Regions from separate parts of the Sus scrofa genome. Here all the other regions are linked to region 2. A link is a contact called in public HiChIP or PLAC-seq data. All regions are on one chromosome and are shown on one strand. Each heading gives the region's core, a stretch centred on a gene start, on an enhancer-like site or on the middle of the called end of the contact. The rest is flanking DNA. Distances are from core to core; before and after follow the strand shown. Region 1 holds the start of LOC110257255. Region 2 holds the start of PTCD2 (pentatricopeptide repeat-containing protein 2, mitochondrial). Region 3 holds the start of MRPS36 (28S ribosomal protein S36, mitochondrial).

The links. HiChIP or PLAC-seq counts read pairs in DNA pulled down with a chosen protein or histone mark.
Region 1: a contact with region 2 is called in an H3K27ac HiChIP or PLAC-seq map of alveolar macrophages. The contact joins the promoter of LOC110257255 here to the promoter of PTCD2 in region 2. A contact is called at or near these places in 2 of 5 promoter capture datasets (fetal liver and liver), 5 of 47 Hi-C or Micro-C datasets (embryonic fibroblasts, heart right ventricle, retroperitoneal adipose tissue and 2 more) and 2 of 2 datasets of contacts at active chromatin or transcription factors (alveolar macrophages and skeletal muscle).
Region 3: a contact with region 2 is called in an H3K27ac HiChIP or PLAC-seq map of alveolar macrophages. The contact joins the promoter of MRPS36 here to the promoter of PTCD2 in region 2. A contact is called at or near these places in 1 of 5 promoter capture datasets (liver) and 1 of 2 datasets of contacts at active chromatin or transcription factors (alveolar macrophages).

The regions. Positions count from the first base shown.
Region 1 is chr16:47,283,121-47,287,494 of Sscrofa11.1, forward strand. It overlaps LOC110257255, which reads right to left and starts at 2,343. Exons shown (of 3, transcript XM_021076818.1): 1 at 2,338-2,343; 2 at 1,280-2,237. The coding sequence starts at 2,343. The coding sequence ends at 1,320. It overlaps SLC30A5 (solute carrier family 30 member 5), which reads left to right and starts at 1,854. Exons shown (of 16, transcript NM_001137624.1): 1 at 1,854-1,940. The coding sequence starts at 1,858.
Region 2 is chr16:48,602,587-48,606,540 of Sscrofa11.1, forward strand. PTCD2 (pentatricopeptide repeat-containing protein 2, mitochondrial) reads left to right here and starts at 2,428. Exons shown (of 10, transcript XM_021076726.1): 1 at 2,428-2,559; 2 at 3,800-3,892. The coding sequence starts at 2,454. It overlaps MRPS27 (28S ribosomal protein S27, mitochondrial), which reads right to left. Exons shown (of 15, transcript XM_021076728.1): 5 at 2,263-2,632. The coding sequence starts at 2,455.
Region 3 is chr16:47,383,812-47,387,899 of Sscrofa11.1, forward strand. MRPS36 (28S ribosomal protein S36, mitochondrial) reads left to right here and starts at 2,601. Exons shown (of 4, transcript XM_003134022.5): 1 at 2,601-2,738. The coding sequence starts at 2,697. LOC102160395 (a long non-coding RNA gene) reads right to left here and starts at 2,535. Exons shown (of 4, transcript XR_308458.3): 1 at 2,349-2,535.

The DNA of each region.
Region 1 (4,374 bases), core at 1,093-3,592, 1.3 Mb before region 2:
GCAATTCTATTGGCACAATCTTATAAATCTACTATACTTTAACAAAAAATTAAAAAATAAGAAAATAGCAATTTGGCAAATAAATTGCCTCCCAAAAAAAATGCTATTAAAAAAGTCACTTTGAGGCTTTCCCATTGTGGCACATCAGAAACAAAACCATGAGGTGGTGGGTTTGATCCCTGGCCTCGCTCAGTGGGTTAAGGAGCTGGAATTGCCGTGAGCTGTGGTGTACGTCGAAGATGTGGCTCGGATCCCGAGTTGCTGTGGTGTAGGCCAGCGGCTATAGCTCCAGTTAGACCCCTAGCCTGGGAACCTCCATATGCCACAAGTGCAGCCCTAAAAAAAAGCACAAATGCATCTTTAGCTTTTAAATTTCATGCCTTCCTCTGCATTCTACACATACGACACATCTTCCCACAATGTTTTTCTCCCATATCCAAAACCTTATCCAAGTTCGAGGTCAGGTCCTATCAGTGAGTCTTTTCCGGCTAAATCCCTATCTGGTTATTTGGAAAACCTTAGCATTTGAGAATTTAATGTGTAATGTTGCTAAGGTCTTGCTCTCAAATTGCTAAATATTTTTCACAATAGATTACAAAGTCCCAGCAGGCAGAGACTAGGACTTCTCGTTCTCTTATATGTTATTAACACTTTCTGTATATTCAAATTAAGTGTAGCATAAGCTAATCATAATTTACACTGTTCAAAACCCCATTTTCATCTCCGAATCCCAGTCCTCAAATTTCCCTATGAATAATTAACATGTATTGATTAGTATATACCATTCACTGTTATTCACACTTCACTTCTCTTTTGTGTGTGTGTGTGTGTGTCTTTTTAGGACCGCACCCATGGCATATGAAGTTTCCCAAAGGGGTGAAATCGGAGCTGTAGCCACTAGCCTGCACTACAGCCACAGCAAAGCTGAATTCCAGCCGTGTCTGCAACCCACACCACAGCTCACTGAAATACTGGATCCTTAACCCACTGAGTGAGGCCAGGGAGCGAACCTGTGTCCTCACGAATGCTAGTCAGATTCCTTTTCGCTGAGCTACTGACAGGAACTCCACTTTTCACATTTGAACACACACAATCCTCCCAAGAACCCGAGGATACAGATATTACTACTCTTACTTTCCAGATCAGAAAACGAGTCAGAAAGGACAAGTGACACAATTAGTAAGTGGCAGATTTGTGAATCAAATCAAGACAGACACTGGAGACCATTTTCTTAACTTTTTAGTAACATAAAAATAACCCTAATAAGGGCTGGTCCTACCTGCCTAGGTTTACTGGCCTGCAGGATTAAGCAGCACAGTTTAGGAGCCAGAATTTAAAAGAAACTCTATTTCGTCACACGCTGTGTATTTCCTCCGCCCCTGCCCTCCGCGGCAGAAGAATCCGCTATATTCCTGACGACCCGTTGGTGGCGCTGCAGGACAGGTATGCGCTGAGGCCGCGTCAATGAGAGAGGCTGAGAGGGGGTGAAGATTCGATCTGTAGCCCCGCGGTGGGAGGAGCCTAAGGAAGAGGGAGGGCTGGCGAGTGGTGTGTCCTGCGCAGGCGCAGAACCTGGCACTCCCCCGAGAGTGAGGGCTGCTGGGTCGGTGACGTGGCCTGGCAGCGTCCACTCCGGTGAGCCTCCGGGGAGCCCCGCGCCGCCGGAACTGTCCGTGGCCTAGTCCCGACGCGTGTGTGCTTGCGAGCCGGGGACAGCGGCGGCGGCCCGGCCTGCGGGGACCCGACAGGGCCGCTGCCATGGGGAAGTGACGCGCTTGCGACCGCTGTTCCGCGGCAGCGGCGAGACATGAGGAGACCCCGCGGCAGGGGCAGCGGCGGCGGCTCCTGATCCCCGCGATGGAGGAGAAATACGGCGGGGAAGTGTTAGCCGGCCCAGGCGGCGGCGGCGGCCTCGGGCCGGTGGACGTGCCCAGCGCTCGGTAAGGGACTGATCTGGCACCCGCCTCCCGATCTGCGGTCTCCCCGCGCAGGCGAGCTCCCTCTCCCTCCCGTCCCGTTGACAGCCCGGGACTCCTCCTCGGTTCTGCACGCGCCCCGGAGCCCTCCGTCCTCCCTGCTTCGGCTCCCAGGCCGCCTCTAGCTTTCTTTGGCTCCGCCGTCCCTCTCTGCAGAATGAATGCTCTAAGATCCAAGGAGGTTCTGCTTGAGATCTGGGTTTCCAGGCAGACCGTTAACCTTAGAACTGCCAGCCAGTTGACGTGAGAGGTTTTTCTGACCTATGAGAAGCATTTCTGTTGGCTGTTTCTCCCCGAAATAATGGGTTGGTGATACTTAACCTTTCTGACGTCTGCCTGCGTAAGTTAGAGGAAGGGTCACCGTCATCTCTTGAGGCGAAGAAACCAAAGTACAAACAGATGAACTTTGATGTTCAGGTTAACCCCGCACACCAAGAATCCAGCCGGTCATCTAGTTTTCCTTTCTTCGTTTATTTTGTTTTGTTATTAAGAAATGTGTGCTCGTTGTCCAAAAATTCAAGCAGCACAGAAATTCATAGAGTAAAAAGGAAAAATCCCCCCTTTATCCCCTTCCCAGCAATGCTCCCGTTAATCCCCAAGAGGTAAGTATACTGACCACTTTCCAGTGTGTCCTTCTTGACCTGTCCTAATTTCTGAGGTAGAGTGAAAGATGCGTAAAACATGGCCCAACAATTTTCATTGCCTTTATAGTTAATGAGGTTAAGTTTTTCTTGTTCTTGAAAACTCCTTTGAGATTTAAAGATGGTTTTGGTAAATTCTTGGAACTGTAGAAATAGAATCACTAACGCAACTTTTTTTTATGAAAAGGGAAGAACACAGCAAATGCTGGAGCAAAATTTAAATTAGCTGCATTTTCTGTAGTACAAGTTCAATTCTAATCTATTTTGAGCAACTTGTTTTTGTAAATAACAGGATATCAGGTATTATTTCCTGAGATGCGACAGCTAAATGCAGTAGGCAATTCTGATGTGGATTTCTAGAGGGGAAAATGCTGTGAAAGACAGTACTAGGTCACTTGACAAAATTGGACTCTGGACAATAGATTAGATAAAAATATATCCATGTTAAATTTCCTGTAGTTGATAACTGCACTGATTTTATGAGTATGCTCATGATCTTAGGAAACACAAGTATTTAGGGATAAAGTAGCAGGATGTATGTAACTTACTCTTTGAAAAGTTCAGGGGAGGGAGTTCCTGTCATGGCTTAGTGGTTAACGAATCTGACTAGGATCCATGAGGATGCAGGTTTGATTCCTGGCCTCGCTCAGTGGGTTAAGGATCCGGCATTGCTGTGAGCTGTGGTATAGATCACAGGCACGGCTCGGATCCCATGTTGCCATGGCTGTGGTATAGGCCGGTGGCTATAGCTCTGATTAGACCCCTAGCCTGGGAACTTCCATGTGCCCAGTGAGGCCTTAAAAAGCAAAAAAAAGTTCAGGGGAAAAAAAACTGTATTAAAGAGAGATAATAAGGCAAAGAAGAGAACATGTTAACAATTAGAGAATCTAAGTAAAGGGTGTGCTACTCTTGCACCTTTTCTGTAAACTTGAATTTTTTTTCTTTTATTGCCACGCCTGTGGCATATGAAAGTTCCTGGGCCAGGGATTGAATCTGAGCCACAATTGCAGTATTTGATCCTTTAACCCACTCTGCCAGGCTGGGGATCGAACCTGCTCCTCCCAGCAACCCAAGCTGCTGCCGTTGGATTCTTAACCCACTGTGTCACAGCAAGAACTCCTATTTTTAAGTAAATAAATAAATAGTTCAAGATTATTTACTCAACAGCTTAGATAGGTGTGGCAAATATTCCTTTGCCACCTTATTTCCACTATTTCCACTATTTCCTCTGCTTGGCAGAGGTGCCCTCCTATTGTAGTTCATTGCAGAATCAAATTCAGCTCAGGACTGGTTGAATTTTTAATAGATTTCAGGTTGCAAGAGTTTTCCTATACGTAGACAAAAATCCAAAAACTCCTTATAATCTACACCAAAAACTAATTGTCAGACCCTTTAATTGTGGATTTTTTTTTTTTTTGACTGAAGTCACAAATATGAATTGTTTTAAATGTTTCTATGTTGGCTTTAATAAGTCCTCTTTACAGGCAGGGGCAGAGGGTGACAGCCAGCATTCGTTAAGCCCTTCCTGGGTTCTAGATACTTTGAGTACAGCATCTCACTTCATCCTTACAACAGTGCTGCAGACTCATTAGTTGTCCTTATCTCACAAACTGAGACACCTATTAACTGAACTGAGAGTCAGTTACCCCAAACCCCACATATAGCACAGTCTGCACAGTAGATACTTAAATAGTGATTGAATGAATCAAACTTGAATTATACACAGATTTTGCTTTTTCCTGGAGAACTGTGAGCTG
Region 2 (3,954 bases), core at 1,178-3,677:
TTACATTGAGTGGACAATGGCAAAATGGAAAATCTAGATCAGCTTCTCAGACTTTAATGTGCATATGAATCTTGATATAATGCAGATCCTGATTCAGTAAGTCTGGGGTGGGGACAGAGATTCTGCATGTCTAAGAGTTCCCAGGAAATGCTGATGATGTTGACCCTCAGACAACACTGAAGTAGCAAAGGGATTGGATGGTATCAGTCTCACAAGGTTAGATCTCTAAGCCTGTCTAATCCACTCTGAAAATGCCACTCAAGAGTATATACAAACCCTTATTAAACCTGCTTATCCCTTCGGCCCGTCAATTTTTGGAGCAACAACATTCTAAGATAACTATCCACAATGAAAAGTATTTCCTCTATTAAATTCTGAAAAGATACCTCCTGAGACCAGAATATCAAAGCTTAGTAAAAACTTATTTATTTCACAGTTATTTTGGCCTTTGGCAAAACGTCTCCAAATATATTCTCCATCCAAAGGGAAGCAGCGTGATTGTGAACACAGACAGGCTTTGGAGTCACAGTCTTAAGTATGAATCCTAACCTTGCTAATAAATATTATGAAAATGTGAGCAAATTACCCCAAGTCTCTGAGCCTCTCCATATGTAAAAATGAGGAAATACTGTATCATAACTTAAATGAGGACGTATATTACGTGCCTAGCCTAATGGCCACTACGTGGTTAAGTGTCCAGTAAGTTTCCTTCTCTAGCTTCTTCATGTACTTAAGTCACTTTTTTGACTCATCTTAAGAAATCATTCTTTCATCATTTTAGTTGCCCTTGCCCATTATGCTGTAAGGAGAATCAGTGGATGCACCAAGTATTTTCCTCTTTTATCCTGTAATGGTTCAAGATGTTTTGCTGACTTAAAGCTCCTTATCAGCATTTTCAAATCACCAGTGGTCCATAATGTAGTATCCTACCTACTTATATTACTTGCCTTTAACCTCCTAATTAGAGTTCCCGATTTCAAGACTCTCTTCATCTGTGGTCTAACCCAGTGCCTGTGCAATATAACTGTGTAATTAAAGAGAGGTTCAGTTCTGAGCTGTCCAATACAGTGGCCGCTAGCCACAGGTGTTAGTGGTTTGAGCCACCATTGAGCACTTAAAATGTAGCTAATGTTACCAAGGAACAGAATTTTTTAATTTAACTCTAATTTAAATAGCCACATGTAGCTAGTTGCTACTACAATGGAATAGCACAGGTGTAACCTACCACAAGTTCACCAGTTCAAACTAAGACCAAAGTGCTAACTGGAAATTCTCTCATTTCACCCTTATCTAATTCCCATTCCTTCATTAAAACGATTAGCCCCAAACATCCTAAGCAACTCTGATACTTTCCCTGATAGACAATCCAAGGTCTTGCTTAAATTGAAAAGCATTTACTAACAACTACAATTAAATAGCTCCAATAGTTAATTCGGAGGTGCCAATTCTGAACATCAGCTAGGTCAACCAGTAAAATCTCAGAAAACTTCTGGCGGCCAACTATGAGGTTTCACCTTCATATTTAAAGGCCTGTGAGCAAAACTGTTGATTTTTAATAAGGGCTAGAGGAGGTATGTTAGAAAGAGGAGATAACAGGCACTGGAAAAATCAATTGTGATTATTGCAACTTAATCATATAACCAGATACAGCTGTCAGGATTTAGCTTCTGTAAATTAAAACTTTTTTTTCCAATGTCTTTATGAGCAGCAGATCCTTTAAACAGGTTTTGAGTAAGCTGTCCTTCACACAGCTATCAAAGTATTTTAAAAGTAACTTAGCATTTTCTGCCGGGATGGAAAACTTTAGCAAAGAAAGGCTCATCAAAAGTTGTGCCCTGGGTCATCAGGTAAGGTGAGGTTAGTACTGAGAAATTCCTCCACCAAGTGAAAACCTGGGGTCTGACCCCGTGGGAGGCGGTGAAAACATTCACGGAGTCCCTCTAAGCAAACTCAACAAGGAGAAAATTTTCATAGCCCCAGGGGTGAAATTTAGGCTTTTCAGGGACAGCAAAAAGATAACCATGCTAACACAAACATACGCAAATCTTTCTTGCCGAAACGTCCTGTACTCTGGGCGGGGAGACACTATTGGGTAAGCAGAAGGGTCGGTCAGAGACCTTACCTCCCCCTTTCTGTGCTAATGAAAGCTCCAACGCTTTCTCTAGCAACTAGATTCCAAAAGCACTTCCTCTTCCCTGTATTCAAGGAACAGAGGTTTCAGGAACCTAATAAAGCAGCCCCACGAAAGCAGTAGCCACCAACCTGCCAGGGAGAGTTGAGGCAGCGACACTTTCCGCGCCCGCAGGATCCCGCGCCGCACTATGGAGGACGCCATCTTGGAGCATACCAAAGGGAATGCCGGCGCGGGGGTTGCCGGTAGACGAGGGGGTGGAGTCGAGTCGACGCTCCGTCGTCCCCCCCCAGTTCCCTCAGTTGGCGCAGCCCTTGACAACATGGCTGCCGCCTTTCGGTCCTCGCAGCAAGTTCTGCTGCTGCGGAGTTTGGTGTGGCCCGGGGTCTTGGACTCAGGCTCCACGTGCTGCCGCTGCCCTCTCGGAGGTATCCGCGGTCTCGGGCCATGAAGGAGGGGAGGGATGGGACAGAATGGAGCTTTACATCCCAGCAGGCATCTCTTTGGAGAAAGAAGAGCGCCTCAGTCACTCACTGACCTAGTGCAAGCGAGCATACCCTCCTCGCCCTTTGCGCTTTGCGCGTGGGTGCAGTGGTAACTTCTGGGTGTCGTGGACGCCCGTGTGCCTGGGAAGCAAAGGAAAGCTGGGCTGGGGTTTGATCTTGGGGCTGGACTACTTCCTCGGATGGCGCTATGCTGCTCTCCGGAACACCCCTGCCTCTTGGGGTATTCTGTTCTGCAGAATTTGGGAGGGGAGGTCTAACTCTCCAAGTTTGGAGTCCAGCTTTGCAGCTAACAGTCTGAAAGACCTTGAGCAGGTTTCTTTATTTGTAAAATTATCCCTTAATATGAAAATGATTAAGTTTGAAAATACTGGTGAGTGATAATAAAATATCTAACACTTTGTGTCAGGCGTTACTCTAATGCATTTTACATACATTCATTCCTTTTCTCCTCGCAACACCCAGTGAGAAAGGTGCTGTTCTTTTCTCCCCTTACAGGATGGAGAAAGGCTAAGTAATTTGCCCAAGGTCAAAGGGAACTGGTATAAGAAGGATTTGAACACAGGCCGCCCAAGAATAGAGCCCTGTAGTAACCACTCATCTGGGCTGCCCTTTTGGAAATCAGCAGTAATTTTTCTTGTTATTTTGCCATCACAGTACACAGAGCTCTTTTAGCGGACAAGTCTTTGGCCAAGCATCCTAAAGAAATGGTGTTGCTCAAACTCACATTTCTACTAAGTTGTGGTCAGTGATTTTTGGTGTATCTAGAGGACATCAAGAGGGCAAATCTGAGAGGCCGTACCTCGGACAGTACTGAGAATTTCAGTGGTCACACTAACTTTTCCCACTACCCTGTATGATTCTACCTAGATAAACCCAATCTAGGTATACCTGTTTTGTTGTCTGTCTTTCAGATCCCAGATTCCTGTCCATCTCCATACACAATGAATCACTAGCTCCTTTTACACGTATGTGAGGAATTTGCACTCTCTGGTAGTTTGGACATTTTTTTTCCTTGCTAGGGTGACTACTATATTTGTACCTATCTGGATGGTTTATTTAACTAAGCATGGATAAGACTGGTTATTAGAAAGAGACAGCCAAGCTCTACACATGTCATTTGCTAAGTATAAAACAGTTGATTTTTACTTTCTCTAATTATTAGCTAAAAGATACCTACTTACGGAGAATATTATGAAATTAAAAGAATTCCAGCATAAGAAGGTGGCTGTTGCATGTAATCTTCCTGGCACCAAAGGTAATCAAATCTCCTTTGTTAACTTTTTCATTGATCTGTCATTCATTCACCTTTTCCATCTT
Region 3 (4,088 bases), core at 1,351-3,850, 1.2 Mb before region 2:
GCGCTCTGGTTAATGTGTAATGTACATGCACACTGTACATTCTGGAGGGAGGAGGCCCCAATACACACACGGAGAGAATTTTATGTTTAATTTTTTCTTGCCCTGACTTAAAATAAAAATTTTTATTTTTTATTTTTTGGCTGTGCATGAGGTAGATGGAAGCTCCTGGGCTAGGGATCAAACCACACCACAGCAATGACCCAAGCTGCTATGGTGATGATGCCAGATCCTTAACCTGCTGTGACACAAGAGAACTCCAAAATATAAATTACCACCAATGAAGTACATTAGTGTCACTTTACCTATAGCCTACCCAGATCATATTGTTCAAAGTTAATCTGTTAGCAAATTTGAGAGATTGAAAATAGTGTTTTGGTGTAGTATAAATTTTTCATAGAATGAGGGAGTTTGAATATTTTATTTTTATTTTATTTTATTTTTTGCTTTTTCTAGGGCCGATCCTGTGGCATATGGAGGTTCCCAGGCTAGGGGTCGAATTGGATCTGTAGCCGCTGGCCTACACCACAGCCACAGCAACGCGGGATCAGAGCCGTGTCTATGACTTACACCACAGCTCACGGCAACGCCGGATCCTTAACCCACTGAGCAAGGCCAGGGATTGAACCCGCAACCTCATGGTTCCTAGTTGGATTCGTTAACCACTGAGCCAGGACGGGAACTCCTGATATTTTAATATTATAAAATATATTTTAAAATATAAAATATTTTAATATTTTAAGGGGCAATTTGTATTTCTTTTCTGTATTTTTTTGGGGGGAGGTTGGCTGTACCCATGGCACATGGAAGTTCCCAGGCCAGATCCTTAACTGCCTGTGCCACGGCAGTGACAATGCTGGGTCCTTAACCCGCTGAGCTACCAGGGAACTCCTGTATTTCTTCTCTGTAATCTGCCTGTTCATGTGCTTTGCCCATTTAGCCACTTTATCAATCTGATTTTATTTTTTGCTTTTTATGGCCACATCTGTGACATATGAAAGTTCCCAGGCTAGGGGCTGAACTGGAGCTGCAGCTGCCATCCTTGCCACAGACACAGTAATGCAGGATGCAGGCTGCATCAGTGACCTATGCCACAGCTCACAGCAATGCTGGATCCTTAACCCACTGAGCAAGGACAGAGATCAAAGCCGAATCCTCTCAGATACCATGTTGGATTCTTTTTCTTTTTTTTGTCTTTTTTAGGGTCACACCCTTCGCATATGAATTAGAGCTGCAGCTGCCAGCCTACACCACAGCAATGCAGGATCCCAGTGGAGTCTGCAACCTACACCACAACTCACCGCTAAGCCACAACTATCTGGTTTTAGAATATGTACTCCTAAAACAAGCTTTGAAAGTTTTTTTTTTTTTTGGATAAGCCCAAAGCATGTGGCAGTTCCTTGGGCCAGAGATCGAACGCATGCCACAGCATTGACCCAAGCTGCAGCAGTAACAACACCTGAATCCTTAACCTGTGCCACAAGAGAACGCTTGAAAGCTTTTTTAAAAATAGATTTCTGGGAGCTCTCTGCTGTGGCACAGGCAGTTAAGGATCTGGCGTTGCTGCAGTTGTGGCATAGGTCACAGAGGCTGCTTGGATTTGATCATTGACACAGGAACCTCCTCATGCTTTGGGTGCAGCATAGAAAGAAAAAAAGATTTCTGCTCTCCTCCATAGACATACTGAATCAGAAGGACCCATATTTAGGCTCAGTAACTTCTAGATTTAGAAACCACTAATCTAGATCATTAAACAAATTTGTCACTCTATTTACAATAATGTAAGTTTACATTAGCTACAAGGTTAAGTGGTTGCAACATATTGCGTGTTAATTTTTTAACATTGTAAGTACTAATATTTACCTTACAATTTAATATAACTTGGGGGAATGATATGGATGGCTCATGCTTCAAAAAGAAAAACTTGAACTTTTGAATTTTCTTAAATTTGAAGCAAGCAGCAGTTTAATATCAGAACTAACGGTAGAGAAAGCAAGCAGAATACCAAATCAGGCAATGCTAATAAGCAAAGGAATAAGAGGTGGCCTACTACAGACCTGGAACTGACCACTCTTTCTGAGCTTGCTACTTATTCCTAAATTTTAACAAGATTGTTCATTTTATTTTATTTTTATTTTTTTGTCTTTTTACCTTTTTAGGGCCTCTCCTATCCCAGGCTAGGGACCTACGCCAGCCTACGCCAGCGCCACGGCAACGCCGGATCCTTAACCCACTAAGCAAGGCCAGGAATCGAACCTGAAACCTCATGGTTCTTAGTTGGATTCGTTAACCACGACGGGAACTCCCAAGATTGTTCATTTTAGGAAGCCACAAGAATTTATATTACTTACTTGGTTTCAGATTAAATTTTGGACTATACTGAAATTGGAAACTGGCTATCCGCAGAGGAACTGTTCCTAAATCACTCACTGGCTGATGAGCAAAATATATCCAACACCGCAAACCTCCAGCGGCAAAACGAAACAATGGAAAACACGTGGATCAGTTTCTACGCGGGAAGGAGGAAGGGCGGGGGCAGGCACAAAGGGGTGGAGCTAGCTCCAACGTGGAGGCGGGTCCGGCTCGAGCGCCCGCTCCTCCTCAGTGACGTCACTTGCAGGGCCCGCCCCCAGCCGCCCAGGACTCCTGATATAGCCGCTGCTAGCTAGTGCTCCGGAAGCTGCCCCTCCTCGGGGGTCATGATGGGCAGTAAGATGGCGTCTGCCAGCAGGGTCGTTCAGGTAAGGCGATTCGGTCGCTTTTCCGCGCCATGGGCGGTAGGGGTGGTGCTGAGGATAGCAACGGCGCTGAGGAGGAAAGGCGGTGGCGGAATCTGCGCCGTGACCACGGCCCTAGATAGGGCCTGCAGCGGCGCCCCTGGGGTGTGTGTGAGAATTGGACCTTGAGCTCGTTGGGTCGGGCATTGAGCCGGGCACTGGAGCCGAGAATCGAGTCAGGCCGCGAGAGTGCATCTTCCCAGGTAGGCCCGTCGCTGCTCCAAAGTCCCTAGACTGCACTCCACTAGGACCTCGTTAGCCTCTTAGGAGTCTGCAGCCTTGGCTGCCTTGGCAATAGCGTGGCCAATCGGCGACTAGTGTTATCCGTGTTGTAGCAGATCAGCCAATCGGAAGGAGGGCGGTAGCGGTGACTGAAAGGAAGCGAAGCTGGCATCTGACCCAGTGTCCCTTCAAGGTCTTGGGAATGGCCGGGGAACTGGCCCCACCTGCTGTGTCCTTGCCCGGGGCGGTATCTCCCCCCACCAGTGCCCCCGGCAGTCCTATCGTCTGGTTACAGGCCGGAATGGGGGGGGGGCTGTAAAAAAATGTATATATTTATCTTTTAATATATGCCTTAGTGTTGGTTTCCTAAGCTTTTTTACCCCTGAGTTTAGATTGGTGCTAGAGGAACTTTATAGTTACTCCACACATCAGTTACTGACTCCTGATAGCTTTTGTATTTGCTTCTCCAGCTGTGGTCTCTAGTTTAAATAGGAAGGGTAAAATTGGCATATAAAGGACCACAGCCTCCACTTCTGCGGTTTCTTTACGTGATCTTTTTCAACTCTTAAAAGTGTATTAGTGTATGATTAACTTTTAACTTTGATATGAGAAGTTCATTTCTCTTTGCAAAAATACTTGCCTTAAAAGACTCTTAAAGTTATTTCACTCTGAAGGGTAATCCTGCATCCCAATCCTTAGCCTCTTTGCATTGAATGGTCCTCACTTAGTCGTTGAATGGGTAGTTATTGAGCACTTGCTAATTAAAGACGCTGGGAGGACAGGAGACCATCTGACAAGAGACTAGTATCCATAATAGATAATCACATATTCCCATGGCATATAGCCCAATTTTTTTTTTTTTTTTTGCCTTTTTGCCTTAGGGACCTCCATATGCTCCCGCGCGGCATATGGAGGTCCCCAGGCTAGGGGTCTAATCAGAGCTGTAGCCACCGGCCTACGACAGAGGCACAGCGCGCGGGATCCGAGCCGCGTCTGCAACCTACACCACAGCTCAGGGCAACACCGGATCGTTAACCCACTGAGCAAGGCCAGGGATCGAACCCACAACCTCATGGTTCCTAGTCGGATTCG